Regions from separate parts of the Mus musculus genome. Here all the other regions are linked to region 1. A link is a contact called in public Hi-C and HiCAR-type data. All regions are on one chromosome and are shown on one strand. Each heading gives the region's core, a stretch centred on a gene start, on an enhancer-like site or on the middle of the called end of the contact. The rest is flanking DNA. Distances are from core to core; before and after follow the strand shown.

The links. A called contact is a pair of places that touch in the nucleus more often than the background predicts. HiCAR-type assays count read pairs that join an accessible place to other places.
Region 2: a Hi-C map of the N1E-115 cell line shows a contact between it and region 1, with 7 times the contacts expected there. The contact joins the enhancer-like site here to the promoter of Fst in region 1. A contact is called at or near these places in 1 of 39 promoter capture datasets (hippocampal neurons), 9 of 484 Hi-C or Micro-C datasets (the N1E-115 cell line, cerebellum, cortical neurons and 4 more) and 3 of 115 datasets of contacts at active chromatin or transcription factors (astrocytes, pancreatic cancer cells and stem cell-derived neural progenitor cells).
Region 3: a contact with region 1 is called in a HiCAR-type map of astrocytes, with 5 times the contacts expected there. The contact joins the enhancer-like site here to the promoter of Fst in region 1. A contact is called at or near these places in 8 of 39 promoter capture datasets (cranial neural crest, frontonasal cranial neural crest, hippocampal neurons and 4 more), 1 of 484 Hi-C or Micro-C datasets (bone marrow-derived macrophages), 19 of 115 datasets of contacts at active chromatin or transcription factors (astrocytes, bone marrow-derived macrophages, craniofacial prominence and 14 more) and 4 of 9 other capture datasets (adipose tissue, embryonic stem cells, liver and 1 more).

Annotation. Positions count from the first base shown.
Region 1 is chr13:114,457,373-114,460,367 of GRCm38.p6, reverse strand. It overlaps Fst (follistatin), which reads left to right and starts at 1,417. Exons shown (of 6, transcript NM_001301373.1): 1 at 1,417-1,866. The coding sequence starts at 1,782. All of the region lies in intron 1 of Gm41074 (a long non-coding RNA gene), which reads right to left.
Region 2 is chr13:114,969,875-114,973,318 of GRCm38.p6, reverse strand. It overlaps Itga1 (integrin alpha 1), which reads left to right. Exons shown (of 29, transcript NM_001033228.3): 24 at 2,727-2,840. Among named protein-coding and RNA genes, the nearest start is that of Itga2, 39 kb to the right of the region's middle. Within about 2 kb of position 1,413, at least 1 of the 459 cell types and tissues checked has an H3K27ac peak or open chromatin away from gene starts, as enhancers often do. A contact at or near this core is called in the N1E-115 cell line, where this site is marked.
Region 3 is chr13:113,916,707-113,919,851 of GRCm38.p6, reverse strand. The region is part of intron 1 of Arl15 (ADP-ribosylation factor-like 15); the gene reads right to left. Among named protein-coding and RNA genes, the nearest start is that of Arl15, 120 kb to the right of the region's middle. Within about 2 kb of position 1,576, at least 56 of the 459 cell types and tissues checked have an H3K27ac peak or open chromatin away from gene starts, as enhancers often do. A contact at or near this core is called in astrocytes, embryonic basal ganglia, embryonic forebrain and 4 more, where this site is marked.

The sequences.
Region 1 (2,995 bases), core at 168-2,667:
CACTTTCAAAGGGGGGCTTGGGCCCGTCTGAGAGGCACCCAAACAACTGTCTTCTAATATTAGCACGGCTGTATTTCGGGATCTATTATAGTCTGTCCAGACAGATCCCATTGTAATGGGACCTTTTATTAAAAGATTAGCACTATCTCCTGCAGTTGGTGGAAAAAAATCTGTTATCACTGAGTTATTTGCAGTTGTGGAGGGGGTAGGAGGAGGGTGATGGAAGATGGGGGTGGGAGGATGAGAGGAGGACCGGGGGGGGGGGGCGCTAGGGCTGGGGCTAGAGAAGAAGGGCGAATTTGAAATCCGTAAGAGCAAATCCCAATGACCTGGGAATGTCCAAGAATTTTGTCTGTTTTGTTCGCTGTTTGTTGTCGTTCGGGCTTCAGAAGCGAAAAGAATAGAAATTTAAAAGGCAGCTTTGAAATAAACAATATAGCCTTTTCCGTGAAGTAATCGTTTTATATAAAAGGAAATATCGCCTCCTCAGTTTCATTCAGCCGTGCCAGAAAATGTTATAAATGAGAAGACCCGCCAACTTTCGGCGAAGAATGCCAGGCATTGCACTCAATAAACTGAGGCTGCAGAAGTTCATTATCATGGTGCAATCTTTTTTTTAAATAAGAGAGAGAGAGAGAGAGAGAGAGAGGAGTCGGGACAGAAACTGGGGCGTCTCGGAGCGGGGGAGGAGGGGGGCAGACCGCCTACGTCGGCGCCCCCGCTCGGGGCTGCGACTCCAGACGCGACGAAGTGAAAGGGGAGAAAAGAAAGGGAGAGGGCGAGACTGCCGGGGGCGGCCGGCTCCGAGGTGTTAAACATTTTTGTTTGCTTCTGACTTGTGGAGCCCGAGGGCCGCGTCTCCGCAGCGCTCGGCCCGGGTGGAAGGTGCCCGGGGGTCGGGGTTCTTAGCAACCTACTCCAGGCTGGGGGGGGAGGGGGCGCGGGAGGGAGTGGGAGGCGGGGGAGCTGGCAGGGTGGCCGCAAAGTAAGACACGTAAGAGACCTCGGGACACAAAACGTCTCCGGGACCCCGCGCCAAGGCTCTGCAGGGAGGCTCCTGAAACTGCTCCCCCGGGCATTGAAGCAGCTCAGGGATCCTGCGGCGGGTTGCAGAAGTCTCATCCCGGAGCCCTGGAGCAGAGGTGCTGGGGACCCATTCCCGGGGTCCTCCGGGGTCCCCGCGCTCCGCCGGCCGCCTCCTCCAGCGCCCTCACTCACACGCGCACACGCACACACGCGCGCACACACACACTCGCACGCCACCCCGGGCGCGCCGGCTCCGAGCGGCGGCGTGCAGGACTGAAGTGGATGTTCCTCCCCACCCCCGACGCGTCGCCCCCAGCCCCCGCCCCTGCCTCCTTCCCCCCTCCCCTCCCGCTCCTACGCAAATAAGAACTCGGCGATTCCCCTCCTGCCGCTTTGATTTCGGGCACCTCCGACAGATAATTGGGAAGGGTTTCCAGAAGGTGGGAAATGTCACCTGATTCACACTGAACTTTTAAAAGCTCCCCACCCCCAAAGAGCCGGCACACCCTCGGTCGCGGCCGCCCTCCCACAGCCCCACACACTGGGAGACCGCCCACCGCAAACCTCGGAGACCCCCGTCTAGATTTAAAGCGCGGCTGCGCCCGGCTTCTGACGTCCATTGAATCGCGCGGGCGGCCGGTGGCGAGCGCGGGGCTGCGCCGGGATCGCTGCGCCCTCCGCCGCTCGCCTCTGCGACGCGCGCCGCTCGCCCGAGCCACCCGCCGCCGCGCTCCTCGCCCCGCGCCTGCCCCAGGATGGTCTGCGCCAGGCACCAGCCCGGCGGGCTCTGCCTCCTGCTGCTGCTACTCTGCCAGTTCATGGAGGACCGCAGCGCCCAGGGTGAGTGGAAGGGATGCGCCCAGAGGCTCGGCTGGGGCAGGGGTTCTACTTTTCTGCTGTCTCCACTTGGTCTGTTCTGACCTACGCTGCTCTCGGAAGATGTTGGAACCACCCGGCTACTCCTGTAGAACGGAACGGGAGGGAAAGACTGAAGGCAGTGACACTTTAGGATAGAGAGCGGAGTTTAGAGCCAGGTTACCCTCAAAAAGGAAAGGGCTTGAGTGGAGGAGCTGGAGCCTCAGTAGTTAGGGGTAGATGCTCCAAGTTCTGGTCCTAATGACTTTAGATGTTATCTCCCCTGGCTGGCTCGGGAGAAGGGCGAGCATCCGTAGCCTGGAGATTACAGTCGACCTACTAGCAATCTATCCATCTTCCTTCCATATCTTTTGGAGACTCTTTAAAAAAAAAATGACGGGGTGGGGGATGGGAGATACCGAATTTTCTTGGGTGGCCGGGGGACGTGGTTTCAGAAACTTTGCCCAAACTTGGAAATGTGGGTACTGAAATTTTTAGAGGGAGGTAGTTTTACGCTTAGCGGATGCTCCTTCTGCCTCTTTCCCCCAAGCCCCGCGAAAAAGAAGAAAGACAAACCAAATTATTAGCCCGAAGTGTTTTAAGTACTTTACAGTTTTCTCCACTTTGCCTCATTCCTGTTAACTTCTGTGAACCAAGCAGCCCACAAGCTATTTAGACTCCGACCTGGATTAAAGAGCAAATTTCTGAAGTTTATCTTCTAAAATTAAAAATGAATTGATTTTATTACAATTAGTCTCCAGGCTGGATTTCTTTTTTAAAAATAGTGGTAACCCCGCAGCTTCACGACAATTACTCTCGAGTCACTTTGGTGATTCATGAGACGTCTGCTTGCCCAAAGTCCGAACACATTAAATAGGGACAGAGAAAGAAACTATTTGTAAAGAGGTTCTTGGGAGACATAAGGTAGGTATGTGTGACCCGGTAGACGCCTCCGGGTTCTAACCCTGCTGCGTTGCCTGTTGGAGCGGTAAGGTTTTGTGTGTCGTAAGCTGCCCTCCCCGGCACCGGTCCTAGCCGTCTGCCCGACACTAGGCTGGGCTACCAGCCTTGCTGATAGGGGCGCTGCCTGGGTGCCGGGACGTGGGCGCCAGAG
Region 2 (3,444 bases), core at 164-2,663, 510 kb before region 1:
AATGAATGCACGCTCTTGAGACGAATCTGAGTTCTTTGCTAGAATTACTGTGACCAGCTAGCTCCATTCTGGAAATTGACATGAACACAATCTCCCTGCTCAGTTCTGGAATATGATTTTATAATTCAGACTCTTTGTACCGTAGCAAACAAAAAGAGTGAAAAGGGAAAAAACTTCAGTGTTGTAGTTCTTCAGATATTGAAACTCACAGGCTCCGGCTTTGAGATAGGAGCTCCCTCTTACAAATAACGTTCACATGAATAATAGCACAGTGTATCTCCTGTAGCTTTGCTGTACTAAATTAACTGGAGACCTGCCATCAATGGTTGGGCAAGACAGACCCCCACTGTTAAAATTAACTCTAGAATAAATTACCTGGCTAAAAATAAAAACAACATATTTAGGTGAGTCCTAGTGACTTACTATCAGTAATTTTCCCTAAGAAATTACTAATGATTAAAAATTTTAATAACACTCTTATAAAGCACTTAAATTTTTAACTCTTAACACTATGAAATTACTTAAATAAACTGTCATTCATTTGGTAAAGACAATGTTATATATTCAATGGGAAGACAATATATTATAATATCTTGGCTACATTCGCTAGTTATCAGTTTTCCAAGCTTATTCGGTTTTCTATTGTTTTCCCTTTGATGCTTGGGAATAAAACAGAGATGATAATCTAATTCCTAGAGTTAAAAGCTAAGGTAAAACTGCAAACCAGATTAGCACAGCAAGTTTCACCCGGGTGACAGGTGCTGAAAGATATTTGTTATCTAGCTGTTAGAGGTCGTATTCTCAACTAACCAGTATGTCACTGAGAAACAACGTAATAGATTTAATGAACATATGGAGTTTTGGTTTTGTATATATAATATATAAATGTTATGACATAATATGTGTAAATAACAAAGATAAGTTTATGCAGTAAAATGCAACTAAAGTGGGTGGGTTGTAGAAGGCTTCCGTTTTCTGCTTGCTCTCAACATTTTCCGGTGTTTTTAGAAAGATCTCTTCTTAGTAAGAAAACCATGATGAATCAGAATAAATGATCCCAACTGAATGTCAGAAGAAGAGAGCATGCAACTGAATGGCTGTGCCAGGCAAGCCCTGGGTAGATTACAACTCCCATGGTTGCGGACCATGTTCATATGTAAGAGGCCAGGCGCAGACAGGAATCTCCACAGTCCCATGGCTGAAGGATGATGTAACCTTCAGTAACTGTGGAGGACCATTGCAGATCTAAGCAACTCTCCCCAGAGGACGCTTTATAGTTAGGCAGGCCTGGAATCTGTTGGTGATGATTAAAGAGTTCCCATACAGCTAAGTAAACATCACTAAGGAGCCATTAATGTGTAGGAGCTGGAGATCATGCTTGTATGCTGGTATCCAGGGGGTACACTGCATCTGGTGGTCCCGATTCAGGGACATCGATTGCCGATTCAGAGTTAGCGGGTAAAACACGCATAGAAACTGAGGTGGAAGTCACTCAGCTCATCAGACCGGGGCATCAGTAACCAGGGTACAGTATCGCTAGCTTGTGATACAGTGACAAAAGGAAGACAGTGGATGCCTATCTTACCAACCAGTGATGGCAGGCAGGTCCCCCGTGTAGCTGAGGCTAGAGATAGATGACTCAGGGCGTCTGGCATTGCAGTTAACTAGGTTAAAACAACCAAAACATGTGCTAAGTTTTTCTTGTGTGGATCAAGTAAATGATCTCTACCTCCAGAAACTCTGGATAGAGGCTTAGGAGACCCTTGGTGGGCAAGAGCTCTCGCTGTGCAGTCACGCGGCCCTGAGTTCCAATCTCAAGCACTTACGTTAAAAAAAAAGAAAGGAAGGAAGGAAGAAAAGAAGGAAGGAAAGAAGGAAGGAAGGAAGGAAGGAAGGAAGGAAGGAAGGAAGAAAGAAAGGAAAATCTAGTGTGTGCCTGTTACCCTAGCATTGGGGAGCAGAAACATATGGATCCTGAGAGTGTGCTGGCTAGCCTGCCCAACCTAAATGATGAAAGTCTAGATCAGTGAAAGATGATGTCTAAAAGAAATGGCACAGAGTGATAGAGGAAGACATCTGACCTCTCCTGACCTACACATGCATACACAGGGACAAACAGACTTACATTTTTATATACATGCAACACACACACACAGAGAGAAGGTGTGGCAAGAGATTAACAATAGTGTTAATTTTCAATACTGATTTCCCACTGATGATTTCACTGGACTGCTTAACCCAGGTTGATAATACACTGGGAAGTGTATTATCCTAGTGGGTATTCAGTGTGCTTGTTTAACCTGCCCATAAGAGAACAACGTAATAACTGACCTTACATGCCTTGGGTTTTCCATACAAACAGCTTAACTAACATATAGCTATAATGCTAAGTTATATACTTTTCATGCTTCTGACACAGAGCAGTGCATGCTTTATGAAAATGCTATGATAATCATTTGCTAGAAAGAGCAAATAGGCTGAAACTACCTATAAAATGAATGTCCAGTGTCAATCCTGAAAGCACCATTCAGATAGTACATGGTAGTATTTGCCCACGCAAACATGCCTATGTACTTACGTATGCATGTGAACATACACATACAAACACACATATACCACATGCACAAAAACATGCAAACAAGAAAAGAAGCCAAGTCCTATGTAAAATGGAGAGGACGCCTTGGAAATAGCCGAAAATGATTATATGTGTATTTGTTTTCCTACAGATTAGAAAAAGAGGGCATTTCCCAATGCCAGAACTTCGGCTGGCAATTTCATTTCCCAATCTGACGTCAGATGGCTATCCTGTACTGTACCCAACTGGATGGTCATCTTCTGATGTAAGTTATGGATGGTTTTCAATTTTTGTCATTACAGTTTCTTTTCAAATTTTCTTTTCAAAACTCCTGTTAAAAATTACATTTCCATTTACTTATTTATTTTGTATGAGGAGGTTGGCTTGCATGGGCCACGGTACACAGAGGACGTCAGAGGGCAACTCGTAGTAGTCAGTTTTCTCCTTCCACCACGTGGGCCCTGCAGTTTGTTGACTCAGGGTATCAGGCTTGGCGGCAAGTGCCTTTCACCAGAGGCCCTGGGACAGAACTCAAGACACTGGGATAGCGGTGAACACTTTTTACCCGCCAAGCCCATCTCTGCAGCCCACTGCTACACTCTTCAGCTGATATGTAAGCCTTGGGTTATGTGTGACACTTGTTGTGAGTGTGGTTCTGTTAAAGAAAAACATGGAGAAGCAAGTAAAAATTAATAACTACTCCCATCAATGACAGAATGCATAAGCTCAATATCCAGTGCTCTGGTAACAACCTACAGAAAGCGAGGAGCTAAACCTGCTAGTTTGTTATTCAGTAATGCTGAGGGAGAGCAGTCCAGTGTCGAGGTGCTGATGCCGGAGATGCCCTCTGGGCCACGCTTGCCCTCCCA
Region 3 (3,145 bases), core at 327-2,826, 540 kb after region 1:
TCATTTTCCTTCAGGTTTTAAGAGGTTTTTGCTGACTTCTGTTAGACAATTTTATGATCCATATTCTACATGGATTTATTAAACTCTAATCATATTTCCTCTCTTCTTTTTAAGTCTGAGGAGTCCTAATGATTCCAGGCTGCTGCCTATGGCTGCCCACCCTACTGTGGCATCACTGTCGCTCTTCCTTGGCTTTTACTTACATCCCACTATGCCATCTCCTACAAGATTAATGACCACAACAATCACCAGCCTCCTCTACACCACCATGTCACTCACTTTTTGGATTCACATGAAGACTGGGTCACACTGTCCGCAACTCTTCCTCATCCCTTAGGCTCCTCGTGACTAGACATATCTCTGCGTGAGTATATATATATATATGAATGACAGACAGCACTACACAGCTATGACTGGCTGCTTTGGTCTTTGTTTGGGGAAACAAGGCTCACTCAGCTCTTCCCATGTAGTTCCTCTGGACCAGCTTCTGGAGGGCACGGGGACTGGCCCCACTATGTGAACCAAATTACCATAAATCCTAAATACAACATGAAGTGTGCGAGGCTGCAGGATGGCTCAAGGAGTAAAGATGCTGGCCACCAAGACGAAGGACCTCAGTTCTTCCCCATGTGGTAGAAGTGAGGAGCTAACTCCCACGAGTTCCCTATCTTCTGGCCTCTACAGATGCTGTGCCACGCACACATACTAGATAGGTAGGCAGATAGATACATAGATAGACAGACAGACAGGCAGATTTTGCCCAAAGTTATGCAATTTCATCTCCATGCTCTCTTTAAAATCCAAAACACAGCAACTTTATACCCAAGCCCACCAAAATCTATGTCATCTTTTGATTCCTGTCGGTGAGCCTCAGACACTGACAGATGACAACTGAGCGATAACACTCTGCTCTCTTTCCTCTTCCATTCCTCCCCAGAGTGTCAGCTCTGTCCCATGGCTGAGTCACACAGCCTGTAATGTCACCCAGCATGACAGTGCCCTGGGCTCGCTCCACCACTGTCCAGAATTCCCCAGCTCTGTAGTCCCCACTGCTCCGATGGAGCCCAAACTAAATCTGAATGATAGAGAAAGCCTCCTCCCTCTTCCAAACTTAGACTAGGGGGAAACAGCACCGTAGAAGAGAAACACTGGACTCGTAGTACGTACAAAAATATATATATATATATATATATTTGAAACCTATCTCAGAAACCTAGGAATACATATGTATTGAAAACAAGTGGCATGGTTCACAGAGAAAGTGTTATATTTTGAGCCAGCTCCAGAGAACTTTTAAGTACGTGCCATTTCAGAGCTGGGAGGAATGTTCGTGCTTTGTAAATCGGCTCCCCAAACTGTACAGAGTTTTCATTTGTTTCTTGTTTTAAAACCTAATGAAGCTTTGGATCTTATAGTCAATTTACTTAAAATTACTCACTTTGGCCTCTAGACTATACTGTACCAAAGGTCACTGGGTTTGTCTCCTACAGCAGCCCTCGCATTGTTAAGAGTAAGCCCCTTTCATGGCTGTACAATGCGAGACACAATGCTGTCGGCAGTCCTGACAGCGAGCGGCAAACTCGGGCTTCATTCCCAGGCCAGACACTGCGGCATTGTGTGACTCTGCTCGAGCCCATAAACCTATCCGTGCTTCAGCTTCCCCATGATTAACCAGTAACATTTAACACTATCTGCCACTTCCTTTCTTCAGGAGGATGTTAGCAGGCATGAGTTCAATGCTTTATGCTCCTCAGAAAGGCGCCAGATGGACAAATAACTGCTCGCCGTGATGCTCATTTTCCTAAGGTATCTTGGCTGCCAGTTAGCTTCTCTGGGCAAGGGTCTGGCAGCCCAACACACAGCCCAGCTTGGAGCCCCTTCTATCAGCGCAGCGCAGCCCCTCATATTCCCAACCCCGCCCCAGCTCTCAATCCAGGTTCTGCACACAAAATCCAGGGCCCTGGGCAACAGGAAGCAAGGAACAGATCAGTGTGAATTGTAATCCCACTCTCACGGGTACCGCTGTCACCGTCTCCCATGCCTAGACTGTCGCAGCCTTTTTCCACGGGGTCAATTATTACTTGTTCCTTTTTGAAAAGAGGAAGGAGGTCATGTGTATTGAGAATAAATTATTTGAGAACAAATAAAAGGTTAAGGGTAAAAGCAGGGCTTTGGATAAAAGTCTGGTAGCCAGCCCGGCAGCCAGCCCTACAGTTAAGATCCTCAGGGTCTTAAGCTTTGCCCGTTTTTGTTGGGAACAGGGTTAGACAGTTGGCAGATGCAGCGATGCCGAGAACACAGTAGGTACTTGTTGGCTGTCTGCATAATGAACCAGCGCTGCAAAGTCCTCATTTGGCATGTAGCTATGGACTTCATTGGCCCTTGAGGACCCCAGCTATCCTCTGAACCACGCAGTAGTCCTTCAAACACTGCAAACACTTGACCATCTTACACTATGACCTTGGTCTTCCCTTCCCTATCTACTGGCTGAGCCTCTGTTTAAAGTACTGTTGGGAGGGCACGTCTTCAGCCTCCTCTTCATTCCTTTGTACTATATACACTGCCAGTGCTGCAGGTAAGACTCCTGTGTGTGTGTGTGTGTGTGTGTGTGTGTGTGTGTGTGTGTGTGTGTGTGCGCGCATACGTGTGTGTTTCCCCGATTGAATTTACCAGCCGACAGAAATATGCACTCGGACCCAAGGATAAATCTATTTTTGGTTTCATTGGTAGTTTTCTAAAAGTTAAACTTTTATAGATTCTGTAGGTGGCCAGGCATCCAAACAGCCAGAGAATTGTCCTGGCACCACATATTTCTGGATGAGAAGCTGGCTTGCTGAAAAGCCCTGCCCTGGCATCCAGCCCCTGCCCTGCCAGGATTCCCTACCATCCCGTGGCATGAAATTCCCAGCCTTGTGGGACATGGCATGTGTTTCAATCAATGCTCTGTTTTCCACCATGAATACAAGATTTTATTCTGTGCACGATTCCAATTTGATTGAAGCTCTATAGTTGCTGGAAAGTTTCCTCCAGTCGGCTTCAGGTCTTCCCCCAAGCCACACATACACAGCCCAAGCCACGGTTTCTTCCTTCTTTAAATATGGGTCTCACCAGATGAAAAACCTGATGGCTTCTGTAACAGATAGCT